Regions from separate parts of the Drosophila melanogaster genome. Here region 1 is linked to region 2. Evidence: chromatin contacts called from public Hi-C data. All regions are on one chromosome and are shown on one strand. The core of a region is the stretch at or near the end of the contact, and the rest is flanking DNA. Distances in the headings are between cores, read along the strand shown.

Region 1 (3,633 bases), core at 321-2,820, 100 kb after region 2:
GCAGTTCTGGGCGGTTTAAGGTCGTTAGAGTGGGCGTGGCAAAAATTGATTATGCAAATCGATAGAAATTTACAAGACTAATACAAATTAGCCTTTATTGTTCCTGAGATCTCGACGTTCATACGAACAGACGGGCATGGCCAGATCGACTTTGCTATCGATCCTGTCCAAGAATATATATACTTTATATGATCGGAAACGCTTCCTAGTATAGCCTTATGCTCTACGAGTAATGGGTATAAAAATCTATATTTAACAAACAAAAAACTTATAAAGCTTTACTTTATAAAAAAAACTAGGTAAGATTACAGTCATTTCAGTAGAAAAAGGCCAGGTGGACAAGAAAATATTTAAATAAATTAACAAAACGCACAAAACAGCAAGGACAAAACTATTGGAAAACATTTTTATATTTTTTCAATTATTATTGTCTTATCACAAGCCTCAAAAACTGTCACGCCCACATTTTTAAAAAATTAAAAATTTTTTTTTCGTTTATTATTTGTTCTGGCCAAATTCTATCGGTATACCAAAAACTTTTTACCGCGGACACTCAAACGCACTTTTGAATTTGGTTTGATTAATTATTTGTTTTTCCGACTTCTGTCAATATGCCTAAAATAATTAAGAAGATATTTGAAAATGCTATGTAATTGTTCTTAATCGGTAAGAAAAATCGGTATAAACCATTTTTTTTTAATATACAATTACTACAGAAAGATAACTTTCTTTATTGTTGTGTTTTTATATATATGATGTATATATATAATTAGTACCACAAAAATTATCTGTTGTTCATAGAAAAAAATAATATTGTTTACTCACGTTATATAAATCCTAAATTGCCATGGCTGTCCATCCGTTTTTCATTAGTTCTTAACTATAAATAAATAAATCGTTCAGAAAATTTTATCTTAGTTAATTGTATGAATTTTATATATTACCATCCATTTGCTTAATTCAATAAAAATATTTTCTTCGTACATTTTTGTTCTTTTCGCATATTTATTAGGCTTTTATGAACCGGTTTGCTTATTTGGTGTAAAATTAATTTTATATATTTCTTCGTGAATCCAGACAAAGTACGACAGCGAATTAACGTATAGCAAGAAACAGTAAGAAGCGTATGGAAGAGTTAAAAAAACCAAAAATCAAAAAGAGGTTTAACAAGTTTTCAGTTTATCTACTTGAGGCAGGGAACCAATTCGGGTTTTGGCCGTTTTGTGGGAGTTCATTGAACGCCAAGAACTTTGATCGGTCTTCATATCCTCGTTTTGCTTTCACGATGGAACAACTGAGAATGCGTGTTATTTTTGTTGTTGATCAATTAATCAAGTATTTTACTAACTTACATTAACATTACATGCTTTTCTCTTTTCTACGTTTTAAACGTTTTTAGACATTTCTATTGGCATTTCAACGAAAGTACATTTTCCCTTAGGGCGCGGTTACGAACTAATGTCACACTTTTATAAAAAATCTAGCAATGCCATGCTATGCTATCACTTACTGAGTTGCTGAAGGCGGCGGTAACATCCGATAATTTGCACACAACCTTTCACAAGTGTGATCACTATAAAACTGTAGGTGTTTGAGCTGAGGACGCTTCTATTTATACTTATACATTTTTCAATAAAAAAAAAAAAGGGAATGCCACCAGGAGAGAGCAGCATTATTGAATCAGAGAGTTCTATGTTTCTTTCTTTACTCACTCAGCCACCAGTGTCCTATCCTAATTGTGTGTTTCCGCCCAACAACTACAGAAGGCGAGAGGCGAATATGTGGCGGGACACTTGCCAACGACTTTAATCGTCAAGTCTATTATATTAACGAAAAAAGAACTAAGAAAGTAGACGCCTTATAGGATGATCGCTTTAAATATTTTTTACCAAATTAGAACATAATGTATCGAATTAATGCATATTTTATTTTTTAAGTTTTATGCATATAATATGAATATACATATGTATGTATATTTATGTATGTCTGTACGATTTCTATCGGTATACCAAAAACATTTTTTCCCGCCCACTCAAACACCACCAAAGCGCCACGCCCTTGTTTTAATCTTAAGATGTTTTTCTCAATACACTCAAATTTTTGAAGACATATAATTCTGGATTAATTTGATAAAACTTTATAATTCAGCTTTCGTAATAATATTCCATTAAATGCTTTCTATTAACTCATTGTTTCTCTGTAATTAATCATAAATTGTAGAGTAAATGGCTGTACTAGATTCGTTGAAAAGTATGTATAGGCATAAAGAAGCGTTGCCGACAATATAAAGTAAATATATATATTCTGGATCAGGATCAATAGCCGAGACGATCTGACTTTGTCCATATGAACACGTCGATTTCAGGAATGTTGAGATTAGGCATACAGATTGTAGATTGCTACAGCCACTCTAACGCCCAAAACTACCACGACCATACTTTAAAAAAAATGTTTTCTTCGTTTTATGGTTTGTCTTGCCAAATTCTATAGTTATACAAAAACCTCTTAGGGCACGTCCCTCCCTACAGCAACAAAACGCCCAGAATGGACACGCCTACATTTTTAAAACATTTTTATTAGGTTCTCAATTGATTCCGAAATATCTGTCGATATCCCAGAAAATTAAGAGAATAAAATTTCGCGTTCGGTTTCACTCTAGCTGATCAACGACTATTGCATACTCTCTTACTTTCATTAAAACCAATAAAAAATCATCTGAGGGAAGGAATCGAATTGCAACTCAATACGGCAAATACGGTGTAGCAGACGTCAAAAGACTATATAAGCAGGACAGGACGATAGGAATTTTATATTGACACTAAATACAGAAAAGGCCAAATTCAAAGAGAAAAATTCGGAAAACCAAATAAAAATATAGAAAAAATAGATTAAGACCATTACCAAATCACTAATCAAAATAGGGAAACCAAATACTACAAAACACAATTTAAGAAACAAATAACTAATATCTAATACCGTTTAACTTCCGCAGGAGCCTTGTGTATAATAATGTTGTTTCTATTCTTCACCACGGGCCACAGACTACAATTTCAAATAATAAACATAGATCCAGACCCTTGGCTACTTACTCTTCTCGAGCAATCCAATTCAAATACCTGTAGTATATGAACATCACGGTCTAAGAATTAATTTAACGGAAATCAATGTCATCACTAATTCTTTTGGTAACAAAATCACAGACGCGCCCAGAATGAAATACTTATACAATAAACTACTGAAAGAATAAAATGGTTTAACTATTCATCAGCAAAATGGGCAGACAAATATGGACAAAATAGGTTCATATTTTAAATTTATTTTTGGCACACTTGTATTGACACAATCGTTTATGAACTTATGCAATTTATTGTATACATAGAAGACTTAGAAATGGGCATGCAACTTTCACGTCTGTGACTTTTGAATCCAAAATTACTCAATTACAATAAGTTATAAAGCATTAACAACCAGAATATACATTTCAGCAAAACATAAACTTGGATTGACCACAAAATTAACGAATTATTACTCATTTCACATATCCCTATTAACCAAAATACCATCAACACCAATAAATTTACTTCCTATCCTGCCCAAAAAAACAAATCAAATATCAAAAAAACATATACATAT
Region 2 (3,865 bases), core at 359-2,858:
TCAAGCCTCAGCCCTGCGAAATGTGTCTTCTGCAGTGCTTCTGGTGCCCAGTTCAATTTATTACTGCCAGAGGTTTACGAACCTGAACCCAGAAAGTCGGGTTTAAGAAGCGAAGGAACTGGCTCTTTATTTGAATTGCCTCAAGTCTGGGCATCAACTGAGGGAGTGCAACTCCGGCATTTGCCGCGCGCATCTATGCACCACAGCCTGCTTCACCTAGAAAACTTGGCCTCGCCTTCCCGTCATAAAAGATCACCTGAGAAACGCTTACTTCTCACTCGCATCCTCTGCACTGAATCCTCTGCAGCTCCTTAGCCTCTTAGCTCCTTGACGTGCTCTGCTCAACTGCACATTAAAACAACTCAATTCGCAAATAAGCTTCAACTCAGGAAGTCAAAATCGGCAGCTTGTTTTACCGTAATAGGCGATTTTTCAGACAGATGGTTTGTCAGTAAACATTCCAATACGATCTTAAACGTCTATAATACTCGACCAACATCACTGCTGGTATTGCATCCGATATAATTAAAAGTCAGCCGTCCTTGAATATTGACATTAGCAACTGGAACATACCCCAAAACCTTAGGCTCGCGGACCCAGAGTTTTATCGTTCTCAACAATTTATTACTGCCAAAGCTTTAAGAACCTGAACCCATCATGTCGATTGGAAGAAGCAAATAGACATGCTCTTTGTTTAAGACTGGGCATCAAGTAAGGCAGTGCAACTCCAGCAATTGCCGTGTGTGCGGATCTAAGCACCACACCCTGCTTCATCAGGAAAACTCAGTCTCGCCTTCAAAACATAAAAGATCACAGACTGAAGCTTGCCTCTTACTCGCATTATGCCGAAGAACCACCTGCATTGCCTGGAACGTGTGCTGCTCTTCTTGCACAGGATCTTGGTAAGGATGTTTTGCTCCTAGCCTCTGGAACCATATTAGTGAGGAACCGTTAATAAATCTTCGTCCGTGCTTATTAGCTAAACATGAAGAGGACTTAGAATTTCTGAATCAATTGATGTCTTTGCAAGCCTTCAGCTCGATATCTGTTGACAAGTATGCTTATAAAAAATGTGTACCCACAAAATACACTATAAAGAATTTATTTAAGTATTTAAGTGTAAGCAAATTGTCGATAACGGCATTGCTGCCTATCTAAAACTTTTGATGAAAGCTGAAAGTAGACCAAATTACTTACTTTATTATAAACATTAATATATAACATACCTTTATTTAAATTTTTCAATATTTTTTTTAATATCGGTAGAAAGTTGGAAAAAATACGAAAACTTAAAACAAAATTAGAAATTGTTCAAAAGTGTGGAAGTGACACAAGATTTTCGACAAATCGATAGAAATTTACAATACTAAAAATATATGAAAAAATGTCATAAAATTTTCAATAGGTTTGGGCGTGGCAGTTTTGGGAGGTTTGTTATTATATTGAATAAAAAAATTTCGTTTATTTAAGCACAGAACCCTTAATTTTTTACCTTTAAAGTCAAAAATTCAACTTATTTCTCAGCTTGTAAACAGTTTCTTGACAAACTGTATATATATTAGTGGGACACAGCTATAACATCGAATAATAAGACCGTTTTATAGTAATTATTATTGTCTATGGCGCTATTAGTAAATGTAAATAATAAAATAATACATCAGCTTGTGTATTTTCGTTGTTTGAAAATCAGAAATTTCCGTTTGCTTTAAATGGCTAAAGCGTTGCCGCTCATCAGTTGTGTATGATTTGTGGATGCTTTGCTAAACGCATGTTATTAAACTTTTGTTCATTCCAGGACTCTTGGGCCGATAGCATAAATGAGGAAGATGTGGAGCCCAAATTTAAGTATCACCGTCTCGCAAATGATTTAAAATACATGCTCAACGCTGATGTCATCACTTGTAGCGCTGTACACTTAAAGGTGTGAGCCAACCACATATTATATAAGTATTTTAAAAAACGTACATATTTAGTTTCTTATATTTGGAACTTTCCGAGGACGTGTTTGTATATTTGACCATCAAGGAAACTCAGTCTACTCAAATCTTAGCGCTAGCGAACGTCACACTCACCAAGTGGCAGTAAACAATATAGATGTAGATCATAAGGGCGAGTATGTGGCCACATGCTCCGACGACGGAAAAGTGAGTATCTGAGCTTGATAGCAATATAAAACTTAATTCTCTTTGCCTAGGTTAACATAACGGGATTGTTTAGCTCTGATAACAATCACAGTCTCAGCTTTGGCAAATTTATAAAGGTCGTATCACTGGAGCCCGATTCCAAAGCTCACATTAAAAGATTTGTAGTGGGTGAGTAATATGAATATTTTCTGTTAATTTATCGAGAGCAATTATTCTTTTTATTATTCTTTTGCAGGCGACGACAAACTTATCTTGTACGAGCGAAACTTGCTAAAGAAGCTTAAACCAGTTGAACTGTGCTCAGTCGAAGGCAGTGTTTTGTCAATCTGCTGGCATGGCAACTTTATTGCCTGGGCAAGTCACATAGGAGTTCGAGTCTACGATTTAAACGAAAGATGCTCACTTGGATTAATAAAGTGGGAGGTTCCTCCTCAGGAGCGATTAGAAAATTTTCGATGCCACCTTCGTTGGTCCAACAAGCATACATTATTAATTGGCTGGGTAGACACTATTCGAGTTTGCGTAATTCGAAAGAGAAATTCAATCGAAGCTTCAACTGGCAATCTGCCTGTCTACATTGTGGATCCAAGTATGTAAAGTTTATTAAAAAATCAACAGTGATTTACCGTAACCAAAGACATTAGAATAACAAGATGCGTAACGCTATTATTATTGAGTTTTATTATTACTAGTTTTTGTTCAAGAGCGTGAGAGTGGAGAGCTCTACTGCCATCAGCTCTTTTCTACGTATACAGAGACAGCTTGTATGCACACGTATGCTTATTCATTGTAAATTTGACAAAATGTGCCCTTCACTTTACAAGTTCTTAGACTTTAAATCTATATTATATATGATTAATTGGTACCATATAAAATATTCATGTTTTGCATTGCTTAAGGCAATGATATTATTATTTGAATAACACTTAGAAATAATAAATAACAAAATAAATTTCAAGTATGACTATATTAGAATATTTATCATTCAAGTATTCAGCTTGCGACGTGTTAAAAATTAGAGTAGACATTGGTTATTAGGTGCTTATAACCGCACGTCGTGCCTCAAGAATTCAACTTTGCATTAAACAGGTAGCATATTTGTATTTATTTTATAAATATTAACTTTTAACTATGTATGTTTGTATTATTTTTATAAAATATATTTTTAAATATGTATTTCCTTTTTTTGAAAATTATTGTTTTAAATTACAAAAGTAATAATAACAATTCCGGATCGGAACTTAATTTTATTTATAAGTTGAAATATTGATTAACTTAATGTTAATGCTGTAAAAGGTATTGCTCACAGTAACCTGTTGAAATTTTGCAACGAAATTGACCAAAACTTCAAATATGTAAATTCGATTCTTATATCAAAATTGATTTCAGTTTGAAAATCGTCTTCTAGCCCAAGTAGGCACACATATACACGTTTTCGTTTATTGTTTTTACTCACAAAAGCAAGCAAATATTATATTTATATTTAGATTTATTAGGCTCTCAGTTATTTTTTCTAAAGTCCCCAAAAAATTGCCGGCATAGGACAAAATCAATGAGTGGCCGTTACGCATCTTGTTATTCTAATGTATTTGCCGTTACTAAGTGTTCTGTTGACCGTTTTGCAGGTGTAAGGAGGGGCGTGGCCAAAGTGTTTTTGGTATACCGATGGCAAGAGAAATAATAAAACAAAGAATAATTGAAACAGTTCAGGTTCGGTTTAT

The links. Hi-C and Micro-C count contacts between places; a contact is called where the count stands out from the background.
Region 1: a contact with region 2 is called in a Hi-C map of the Kc167 cell line, with 4 times the contacts expected there. A contact is called at or near these places in 2 of 107 Hi-C or Micro-C datasets (the Kc167 cell line and the S2 cell line).

What each region holds. Positions count from the first base shown.
Region 1 is chr2L:23,024,345-23,027,977 of dm6, forward strand. It overlaps Cht10 (Chitinase 10), which reads right to left and starts at 1,571. Exons shown (of 9, transcript NM_001042957.2): 1 at 1,511-1,571; 2 at 826-880.
Region 2 is chr2L:22,923,187-22,927,051 of dm6, forward strand. It overlaps lt (light), which reads left to right and starts at 1,609. Exons shown (of 12, transcript NM_001042950.3): 1 at 1,609-1,739; 2 at 1,796-1,921; 3 at 1,974-2,144; 4 at 2,195-2,312; 5 at 2,380-2,733. The coding sequence starts at 1,710.